4 separate regions of the Sus scrofa genome follow, and all the other regions are linked to region 1. Evidence: chromatin contacts called from public Hi-C data. All regions are on one chromosome and are shown on one strand. The core of a region is the stretch at or near the end of the contact, and the rest is flanking DNA. Distances in the headings are between cores, read along the strand shown. Region 1 overlaps SYN3 (synapsin-3). Region 2 holds the start of TIMP3 (metalloproteinase inhibitor 3). Region 3 overlaps SYN3 (synapsin-3). Region 4 overlaps SYN3 (synapsin-3).

What was found. A called contact is a pair of places that touch in the nucleus more often than the background predicts.
Region 2: a contact with region 1 is called in a Hi-C map of skeletal muscle, with 4 times the contacts expected there. A contact is called at or near these places in 3 of 5 promoter capture datasets (fetal liver and liver), 8 of 47 Hi-C or Micro-C datasets (embryonic fibroblasts, epiblast stem cells, fetal liver and 4 more) and 1 of 2 datasets of targeted methods (skeletal muscle).
Region 3: a Hi-C map of skeletal muscle shows a contact between it and region 1, with 1.9 times the contacts expected there. A contact is called at or near these places in 5 of 47 Hi-C or Micro-C datasets (brain, heart right ventricle, liver and 1 more) and 1 of 2 datasets of targeted methods (skeletal muscle).
Region 4: a contact with region 1 is called in a Hi-C map of skeletal muscle, with 2.1 times the contacts expected there. A contact is called at or near these places in 5 of 47 Hi-C or Micro-C datasets (liver, psoas muscle and skeletal muscle) and 1 of 2 datasets of targeted methods (skeletal muscle).

The regions. Positions count from the first base shown.
Region 1 is chr5:12,121,230-12,123,929 of Sscrofa11.1, reverse strand. The region is part of intron 4 of SYN3 (synapsin-3); the gene reads right to left. Among named protein-coding and RNA genes, the nearest start is that of MIR9790, 94 kb to the right of the region's middle.
Region 2 is chr5:12,241,282-12,243,981 of Sscrofa11.1, reverse strand. TIMP3 (metalloproteinase inhibitor 3) reads left to right here and starts at 1,383. Exons shown (of 5, transcript XM_003126073.6): 1 at 1,383-1,821. The coding sequence starts at 1,701. All of the region lies in intron 6 of SYN3 (synapsin-3), which reads right to left.
Region 3 is chr5:12,195,949-12,198,648 of Sscrofa11.1, reverse strand. The region is part of intron 6 of SYN3 (synapsin-3); the gene reads right to left. The region is part of intron 2 of TIMP3 (metalloproteinase inhibitor 3); the gene reads left to right. Among named protein-coding and RNA genes, the nearest start is that of TIMP3, 45 kb to the left of the region's middle.
Region 4 is chr5:12,217,957-12,220,656 of Sscrofa11.1, reverse strand. All of the region lies in intron 6 of SYN3 (synapsin-3), which reads right to left. All of the region lies in intron 1 of TIMP3 (metalloproteinase inhibitor 3), which reads left to right. Among named protein-coding and RNA genes, the nearest start is that of TIMP3, 23 kb to the left of the region's middle.

The DNA of each region.
Region 1 (2,700 bases), core at 125-2,624:
CGATTTCGGGGAAGAAGGCAGAGAAGGGGACAGGAGTGCACCAGGCCAAGGGAGGTCTCTGCCTTCCTTCTTTGCCTCTTCTGGCCCCAAAGCTGCCCCTTACCTGTGTGCACATCCATTCAGTCAAGAGAGGGAGAGAGAGAGACAGAGAGACAAAGACAGAGAAGGGAAGCTCCTCCTCCAAATCCACAGGGCTCACTCTGCTCACTTTATTTAGGTTTCTACTCAAGTTGCCTCCTCAGAGAAGGCTTCCCTGATTACCCACCTCAAGTACCAGTCACTCTCCATCTCCTTTTCCTTCAACCTTTTCTCATGATCTGCCATTAGAACGCATATTTGTTTTCTTTTTTGTTGTCAGTTTTCTGTAGCTTAAATCTCAGTTCCACAAAAGCTATTGTCTATTTTTTTCACGGTTGTATCCCCTGGCACATCTTTAATAAATGAAAAAAAAAAACAAAAAACAAAAAACAAAAAAAAAAAACGGAAAGTAGGAAACGCTCAGTAGGTATGTAACCACTTAGGAGAACTGAAGGGAACACTTTTCCAAACAGACACAGGCACCAAGAAAGGAGAGCAGAAACTGAGCTCTTTGTGACTTGCTGGAGTGTGCCTGGCACTCTGAACTTGCTCAATAAATATTTGTCGAATGAATGAGTATCTGGAATTTGAAATTCCAAGTTCAGGAAGCTTGGAAGACTTTGAACAATTATGTGTGAAGTAAACATTATTTTATAATGTTCTTCGACGGGATGTTTTGAGAGTTCTCAGGATTGAGAGCTGATCCTGACACAAAAACTAATGTGTTAGGAGGGTTCAGACAAGTCAGCCTCCTCCCTGCCTCCTGGGCCACAGTTTGCCCATCTGTAAAAAGAGGACACACAGAAAACTCTAAGGAACTCTACTAACTCTGGACCTCTAAGATTTTGTAAAATAAATTCTCTTATGGGACAGGCCCACACAACTCCATCTTGCCCCAAACATCCTCCCTGGAAACTAAAAGCCTGGGGTGGCTATGGGGGTAGAGTTTTTAAGAGTCTTCAATGCCTTTCTGCAAGGTCCTATGTTACTTTGCTTTCTGGCTCCCTCTCTTCAACCTTCTCTGAGGTCTGACCTTCTAATGAGCAGAGACACATTATCAGCCGCTGTGGTTTGAACGGGTGCCTGTAATTTAGTGTTGCCTAATGTTGGACACTGAAAGCAGGGCTTGCGTAATTAGGCTGGGGCCTCATTAACGTCTGCTTCCTTGGGTGTTTTTCATTCTTGCTTTCTCCTGTCCTGTATTTCGAATCCCATCTGTCTGTATGGACACGGCTGCCCTTTTTTTTTTTTTTTTTTATTGCTCCATTGTGAAGCCAGGCTTGAATTTGGGCCCAGAATGGCCACAGCCATCCACAAGGCATGAATCTTAACATGCCCTGGAATGGCCCCTGCTCTGCTCTCTAAATAGAATTATGCAACTTTACTGAGAACCTGGATTGTCTGAGTTGCTCTTGAGCACCTCGAGCTGGCTGGCAGTCCACCCTCGGTTTGGGTGTTTGACAGAAACCAGAGCAAGGGGTGCTATCAACTTAATTACTATAATTATTCATGATTTAATCAACTCGTGTGCAATACTTTGCGATTTACAAAGCACTAGTAGAACGTGGCCGAGCAGAAAAGCGGACTGTTTTGTTTACTGGTGATTCCTGAGAGTTATTCTCTTTGGGGACCCTCCCGCCCCGACGCCATTCTTCTCTGCGCTGCTCTGAGCCCCTCTGTAGACAGCATCAATCGGCTCTCTTGCTCACTGGGCCAAGTGAGGCCCCAGCAGGAGATGGAGGGCAGAGGTGGTGGTGCTTCTTCCGGCTTCAGCGCCATGACTTTGGAGGTAGCCAAGTTCCTCTAAAACTATTGCTTCAACTGCATGTCCCTCCTGCCCAAGTCTAGCCTAAACCTACCAGATTTAGTCTAATAATTCTCCTTCCTCTCCTAATGATGATAACGCTTCTTGCTGTTACTATTCGATGCCTCATGTTCTCTGAGCTCCACATATGCCTCTGTAAGTGATTCCTTCATTAGAATCTCTCTAAACTATTTGGGGGTGATTTTTGTTTTCCGCCTAACCCTTGTCTGATATAATTCTTAATATCTAGAATGGAGCCTGGAACATAGTAGGCCCTTAATAAACATATGTGGAATGAAGGAACAAACTTTCACATACAACATCTCATTTAATCCTTATAAAAACTATGTAGAATATAATACTATTATCTTTTACATATGAAAAATCTGACATTCAGAGAGGTAGAATCTGAGGTCTGAGTGACAGATTTCTAAGAGAGAATAACACACACATCCTGCACCCCAAGTGGACCTGAGCCACACTCAGCACCAGGAGAAATTTCTATTTCCTCCTGCTTTCTGCACAGACTCAGAGTCCACTCATGCCAACTTGGGGTGGGCTCAACAGGACCAGATGCTGTGGTGTGGACAGAGGTAATGTAAGGAAGAGAATAACATTCCAGGGTTTGAAGACACTGGAAATACACTTGGCATAGACTCAGAGGCCCGGGCTCAAATCCAAGTGTTGTCTTTTTCTTCTCCTCCCTACCCCAGCTTTAGTGAGGTATGATTAACAAATAAAAGTTGTATAGATTTAAGGCATACAACATATTTTGTCATATATTTAAGGGGTACATGGTTTGATCTAGGTATACATTA
Region 2 (2,700 bases), core at 134-2,633, 120 kb before region 1:
AGTAGAAAGAAAACTCCAGATGCAAAGGGGCATTTGGGTAGTTAGAGCTAACTGCTGCTAAGGTCCAAGAAAATAAATGCCCCTCTTAAGGTGGCAGCGGTGAATCGAGTTCCTGGATGGTTGCCAAGTCACGTCACTTTACTGTGCCAGTTTCCTCATCTGGAAAGTGTGAATAATACTTTGTGCTTTTCCTATCTAAAAGGATTATTGTGAGATGTAATGAGGTGAGGTGTGAAAAATATAAGGCGGGATCAATGTGTTACCGAATAATAAAAACGGTCATAGTATTAGTTATTAGCAGTTATCCATTACAGCTAATAGTTCTCCATGATCTACTTTTATCCCAGTTTGGGGTCAGTTCACCCCAAATTCTTTGCTAAAGGATGGAAACCTGTCTGCCCTAGATGGGGTTACTCCTTTCTCCTGCCCTTTCTATTTAACTGTTTTTTTTTTTTTTTTTTTTTTTTTTTTTTTTTTTTAAATAAGCTCAGGGCTTTTGCACTTGATGTTCTCTCCACCAAGACTGCCACATGGCTGAGGCTTTCATTCTCATCTCAGCCAGGATGTCACCTCCTCAGCCAGACTTCTTCTTATTATCCCATAGACAGCAGCGCCCTTCCTAGTCCTTTCTAGCTCATTATTCTGTTTTATTTTCTTCATGGCACCTTAGAAAATCACCCTATGTATTTACTGATGTATATAGCCTGCAGTTCCATAGGAGTAGTTTCTTTTGCTCATGCCAGCATCCAGAACAATGTTTGTTGAATGACTTCACAATTTACTCTGTCTGAACCCAGGAAACAATCTTTTATTACTGTTAGCTCCAAAAAGCAGATGGCTCCCTTCCATGCAGGAAAGTCAGGGATGGAGGTAAGGGGTGTAGCGGGGGTGTGTGGTGATAGGTCATCAACCTAGTTCTTTCCCCAGAGTCTGCACTCTCCAGAGAAGGTAGAGAGCCATCAGCTATCCTTTCCACCAGCCACAAAATCTCCAGGGCCAGGGCCACCTCTAACCTGCCAGAGGGGTTGGTGCTGGAGTGGATGGCAGTTGATTCTGGTTTGGGTCAGAGGCTCCCAGAGGGCAGGGTGGGCAAGAGGCGAGGGTGCAGGCAAGAAGCGGACGGGGGCGCCGCTCTGACGGCCTCTCTGCAAGCGCGTATCAGAGGCACGTCCAGCCCACCCACTCGCGTGCCCATAGCAGCATTATTCCCTATAAGGATCTGAACTGTCCGGGGGCGGCCCCGCCCCGTCGCCCCGAGCCCCCAGCCCCGCCCCCTTTTTGGAGGGCCGATGAGGTAATGCGCCTCTGCCATTGGTCGGAGGGGGCGGGCCCCGCGCTCCGGAGAGGGGCGTGCCGGGGGGACGCGCTCTATATCACCCGGCCGCCGGGCTGCGGCGCAGAGCGGGCAGCAGGCGGGCGCTGGGACAGCTTCTTCTCCTCCTGCTCCTCGGGCTTCTCCAGCTCTTGCTACAGCTCCCGCTTCTTCGCCCAGAGTGACTGCCCACTCGCCGAATCGTGTGCCAGCGCCGAGGCAACCTCGCCTCACCCCAGCCCGTCCCGCTGGGCACTCGGAGGGCGGCGTACCCGAAGCCAAAGTTGCTCCACACGGCCGGGCGGGCGAGCTCAGGCTGCAGCGACCCCGCCAGCGGCGTGTACCGCAACTTTGGAGAGGCGAAAGCAGCCCGGCAGCGGCAGCGGCAATGACTCCCTGGCTCGGGCTTGTCGTGCTCCTGGGCAGCTGGAGTCTGGGGGACTGGGGCGCCGAGGCGTGCACATGCTCGCCCAGTCACCCCCAGGACGCCTTCTGCAACTCTGACATCGGTAAGCGCTCCGGGTGTCCCCGCAGGAGCCCCCGCGGTTCTCGCTCGCGCGCTGCAGCCAGACTTGGGTGTTGCTCTGGGTGGCATGGCGAACCCCTCTCCTTTTCTCTGCCTAGGCTCGGGCGGGTTGGAGATACTCAGGTTCCTGCGGCGGGGGCTCTGGCTTGACCGAGGGGGGAGATGCCCTGCAGAGAAATCCACTGGACCAGAGTGAACCCCTTGTAACTATGCTCTTTTAGGGCGTGAGGTCCCTAATAGTCCTTTTGACATCTGGAAAATTTCCTTTTTCTCTTGGGAGGATGGGCTGGGGGAGCAAGGTGGGGAGAGTGTTTCTAAAACTTGGAATGCCAACTAAAACGCTGCGACGGTGAATCTTTAAAAAAAGAAAAAAAAAAAAAAAGAAAAAAAAAGAAAAGAAAAAGAAAAAAGAAAAAAGAAAAGTCGCCAGACTTGTACAGGGAAAGTTGCAGGAGAAACTTGAAGTTTTCTGAGTTTGCCTCATCTCCTGCACCCATGAATTTAATTCTTTTCAATGAGACCCAACCGAGCCTCACACTCCCTAGGCAAGTGCTAACTGAGCTTCTTGGCCTGACCAGTTTGGGTAGATTTAAGGAGAAAAATGAGAAGAAAGCCTTGGGGTTGACCCTCCCCAGAGAAACTGTGTTTGAGAGTGTTGATAGCAAGCAGAAGGTGGCGTGTGTGAGGGATCACTTATCATATAGCTGTGAGAATTCACAGGAAGGTTATTTTTTTTTTCCTTGAATGTGTGTGGGGAGGGGGACACAGCAATGGAAAACGGATTTGTCACCAAGAGAACAAAGATGCCAGGGGTCACATCATGGTGACTCTTTCAAATCAGACTTAGCATCTTGATTAGAGA
Region 3 (2,700 bases), core at 104-2,603, 75 kb before region 1:
TCCTAGGCCCCATGAAGGTTTGGGGGGATTTTTCTTTCTTTTCTTTTCTTTTTTTTTTTTTTGCCAGTGAGTCTTGGCCAATGGAGGCAAGTAGGATTTGACTTCTGGTGTGTGTTTGCTCAGTGTCTGAGCCCCAGCCCCAGTCCTACACCTGGTGTGAGAGGATGTAGGCAAGGCAGCAGAAAGGGATGGGTGGTGGATGCTTCATCCAGAGCTAAGGCAGGCAGAGTCCCTCAGAGGCAGCTGTAAAGAAGCTGGGCTCTGGAACTAGACAGCAGATAGCCCTGTTACCTCGTAACTCTGAGACACTGGCCAAGGCCCTGCCTCTTCCTGGTCTTCTCATCTGTAACATCGGGGGTGGGGTGTGTGGACTAGATGCTCTCTCTGGGCTCTTCCAAGGTCTGACTTTTTGAGATTCAACAATGCCTATTGGTCTTATGTAGTCACTGAGGTCACAACTTAGGTTTAACCCCTCAAGACTTCACATTGCCTTGTGCTGATCACAGGAACTTCAAACCCAGGTAGGAACTGCGCCCTCTTTCCCTATTTTCCTTCCACTTAGCTCACTTGCCTTAGAATTATCCCTTTTCCTGAGCTCAGTTTTACCATCTGTTAACAGTGCGGGGTTGGACTGGGTATACCTAAGAGCCCTCCTGGTTCAGGCATTTCAGGATTCTAAGTGCCCTGGGACACCAGCTGCATTACTTCTAAGCAGGAGCTCATTTGGGTGCTTCAGCAGCCAGCTGGGCCTCTGCTCTGAACAGTTTGGCAGCTGGCCACATCCCACCTTTGTCAGTGCCTCCCTACGTGCAGCACTCTGTGCCGGGAGCCCTGGAGGCCACGAGGAAGACGTGCTTCCTATGCTTAGGAACTACACTCAGGCGGGGAGAGAAGACACATGTGCATGACTAATCAGAGGTTCAAGATGGGGTGTGCCCAGGTCTCAGTGGACTGCCAGCCTTGTACTCAGTGCTCGTATTTGCATTCCTAGCAATTAGGGTGGGACCCGGCAGGCTAGAGGGACTTGGTGAATGCTTGTTCATCTAATAAGGGAATGAGGAAACTTATTTCCACTAGCTTAGAGGAAACTCCCCAGAGGAGACAAGCCTTGATGCCCCCTGGATGGAATTGAGAGGAGGAATAACACAGCCTATAGGTGGTACTCAGCCATCTCAGAGGCAGACCTCCTATGCATTATTCCTGTGTCCTGAGGCCTGAGATTAGATGTACTGAGTTTGTGGAACCTGTTGCTTTGGATTCAATTTTGGAAACATCCACAGCCTTCTGGTTATGTAATGTCCAGAGTCAGCCCTGGCCAGCTGCCCTTGGCTGCCCAAGCCTGGTCATGGGACCAGCTTATGTCTTCAGACAGCCACGGGGAAAGAAGAGTGGGCGGAGGGGGACCAACAAGAGCAGTATCAACCCAAAACACCCACTGTGTAACCCCTGGCGGCTGAGGAGCAAATGCCAAAGCAGATTAAACAAAAGCAGAGGTTCAGGAGGTGCATTCCCTGCCTGCTCTAGAACAATCCTTCCCATTGTGAGATGCTTGGTAGCCAGCATAGAGCTGGGAGGGGAAGAGCTGGGCAGAGTTCCTCAGCTTGCTTAGCTTCCCTTCTTCCGGACCTGGAAGCCAGGTTGACCAGAGGCCCTTGCTGTGGGCAGAATGTCCCATTCCACTCACACTGGGTGTAAGAACAGCTACTGAGGAGATGTTTAGAGGCCAAATAATACTTCCTTTCCTATCCACTTCAGAGCACACACACCCACTCCAAATGCTGGTCTTATGCTGGCCATTCACCGTTTCTCAGGTCCATGGATCAGGGTGCTGGGCATTAGATAAAATAAAATCCCTTGTTTTACTTGTGATCTAGGCTCAAAGGGAAATAAGTTGCTCAAAGTCACACATTTTATTAAAGGCAGTTCTATTTCCCAAGCTGAAGTGTCAGGATTCCTTTCTAATCCTGCGTGTTCTTTCTATGACCCCCCCGCCAAAACTCCCTGCCATCTTACTTTGATCATCAACTACTGTCTAATATCTTTTATCAACTCTGCCCCTGCTAACAGCCCAATATGAGATTACCCACAGAACTGGTCATTACCCTTCTACCCAGAGAGGCCACTGGATTCTGCCGGTCTCCAGGTTACCGGTCTGCTAATCCAAGAAGGTATGGGATCCAGGAGTAGGTTATCTGATCATCCTCCCTCCCTGCTTTCTCTTTCCCTCCTCCCCATCCTCTCTGTGCTTAGCACTGAGCTTTGGGCTCCAGATACAAAGATAATTGTTATAATGAATATAAGACTCCATATAAGTCACGGTGAATGAGCATTGTACCATGCATCCTGATAAGCCACACATGGATTAGTTGTCACTGCAACCCTATGGAATTAGCCTCTACTTTGCAGGTGAGACTTGGAAAGGTTATATAGTCAAGATCATGTAGCTAGAACGCAGCAAACCAGAGGTTTTGCCTACAAGGAGATTACACAGCAGTGAAGCAGCAGGCTGATTCATCATTCCTACACACTGTGGGGGCTCCCCCCATCCTATTTGTATCTAGTGCCCCAAGGGAACAAAAGGAGGTTAGCTTGGGTTTGTGGGTTTGTCATCCAACACTGTAGCTCTTGACTTGCAAAGGGTGTATCGAAAAAATCTTTGTAGGAGGGAAGGAGGAGTGTCCAGAGCGCAGAGCCTGCAGG
Region 4 (2,700 bases), core at 172-2,671, 97 kb before region 1:
GGAAACCTATATCCATAGGCTTATATGAACAAAGGGAAAAAACTGAAGGTTAACCTATAAATACGGAGCATAGTTATAACTGGGTGGTAAGAGTTTATTTTAGGTTATTTAAAAAATTGTCATATAGTTTTTTTTTTGTCTGCCTCTTTTTTCCCCAACTTTTCTTCAGTAAAGTTGTACTATTTACATAAGAAATAAATAATGTAACAAAATAAAAAGCATATGGAGTTCCCATTGTGGCTCAGCAGTAATGAAACCAATTAGTATCCAGGAGGACATGGGTTCGATCCCTGGCCCCACTCAGTGTGTTAAGGTCTGTGTCGCTGTGAGCTTTGGTGTAGGTTGCAGACACAGCTTGGATCCTGAGTTGCTGTGGCTGTGTTGTAGGCTGGCAGCTATAGCTCCGATTCGACCCCTAGCCTGGGAACTTCCGTATGCCTCAGATGCAGCCCTAAAAAAACAAAAAGAAAGAAGGAAGGAAGGAAAGGAAGGAAGGAGGGAAGGAAGGAAGAAAAAAGAAAGAAAGAAAAAAAGAAAGACAGAAAGAGCATAGATAAAGCCCCAGGAAACTGGCAGGTAAGTGCATGGACCAGGAACTGTAGCAGAAAAACAGATACCTTACTCTCTTTTGTCAAATTCTAGCCGTGAGGCCTTGGGAAATTTCAGTGTCCTTACTGTACAGATCACAGGCAATTGAGGTCTTAAGATGTTAACAGTAATTTTTTAAAAACTCTATACTCTGACTATGTCATCTTAATTATTCTTTTCTCTGAACTCCCTGGCATTTTAGATAGTGCATTTTAGCTGGAATACAATTTACTGTGCATCTTCAGTTTCTCCAAACATTTGCTAAGCACCAGGGTGTCCACTATCCAGGCCCAAGCTTGTCACCCAGAGTCCTGTGAGTGAGTGAGTGAAGGCACTGAGCTAGGCTTCTTCAAATCTGCTCTCCTACTCGACCTTGTGACAGCCCTGAGAGGTTGCTTCCACTCTCCTCTCACTCCACTTGAGGACGTCTAGAGGTGGAGATGGGTTTGAATCCAGAACGCTGGCTTCCAAGCCCAGCAGAAGGAAAAGGGCTGGAACTCCACAGACAGCATGTTTTCCAGCTCTCCTGCTCTGAGCCCTGGGATCTCATCTTGGGGTACAGGGCTTTGCTGACCATGATTCTTACAAGGATCCTTACAAGGGCCCACTCTGAAATTAAAAATCCCTAAGTGAACAAACCTCCAGCTTTCCTTCTCTTTCCTTCTCAGTCCTGAAAGCGAGGCCAGGAGAGATGAGCTTCTGCCAGGAATTCGGCAAGGGAGTTTGCATGGAGTGTCGGTTTCTCTACATTGCTGGGTGTTAGCTTACCCCCGTCCGGCACCAGCAGCAAAAGCAGAGTCAGGCGTGGCTGAGAGCAAAGCTCCCAGTTTAAATATGTGAATTCATCTGTGCCTGGACAGCTGCATAGCTCAAGCAGGGTAGAATCTGCTGCCCTACCCTATTTCCTTGAAATCCATACAGGGACACAGTTCCAAGGAGCTGGTGCCAGGACCTGCAAGCTCCTACTTGTAAAAGTAGATTTTAAAACATGTGAGGACACAGGCCTCCTCTCGTGCCTCTGGACTTCTCTAGGTGTCAGCATGAATCTCATGGGCGCCTAAAGTGACCCTGGGAGGTGGGCAGGGAAGGGGGGGCGATGACAATTATTAATTCCTTTGCTTTCACTCCATCCCTCCCTCCACTCCATTCTCCGAAAAGCAGCCAGAGTGACCTTTTTAAAATGTCATTCAGATCTTGGTACTACCCTACTTAAAGCCTTCCAGTGGCTTCCCAATTCCATAATGAGTTCTAGAAAGCTCTGTGGGATTTGGCCTCTGTCTCCTCTTGCCTTGCTGTGGCCATACTGGCCTTCTGGCTGTCCCTTGAATGTTCTAAGCTCCAAGTCTGTCCCTGTCTCATGGACTTTGAACTTGCTGTCCCTTCTCCCTGGAACACTCTGTCCCCAGATTTTCACTGGCTGGCTCCTTCTCATCATGAAGGTGTCAACTTGGATGTTACCTCCCTGGAGAGGCCTTCCCCTGCCCACCCCATCTTACAGTTCCACCCACCACCCCCATTCTCTATCTCCTTTTCTCTAGCACCTGACATCTTACTGGGTATTTGTTTATTGTTCTGTCTCTGCCATCATCATTTAAGCACTGAAAGAGCAGAGTCCTTACTTGTGTGTCTCACTGCTTAGATCATATTTGCAACTCTGATATTTGTTAAATGCAGGAATGCATGCTATTTTGAAAGATGAGGAAATGGAGGCTCAGACAAGTAAAGAATCTTGCCCCAGTTTATCCAACTAGCAGAGACAATGGTGGACTGCAGCTTAGCTCCTGTGCTCCAGCCTAGAGTGGGCGAAACTCAAGAAGGAGAGTTCTTATAGGGCCACTTAGGAGCAGACAGCCTCTCAAGACAGAATACTTTTAAGCTGATGTGAAGCAGCAGATCTTTCAGAGATATAAGCCTCTGGGAGATTCTGCCATCTGTCCGCTACTGCACTAGAGCCTCAGAAGGAGGTCAGCAATCCAGCCACTTGCCAACTGCTGCACCCAGGAAGGAAGGACCAGAATTTAAAGAAGCCTCTCCTGCCCACCTAGATGAGCCTTCCAGACCACAGGCAGGGCCACATGGACTTATAGATTTTTAAGGGCCATTATGCAATCT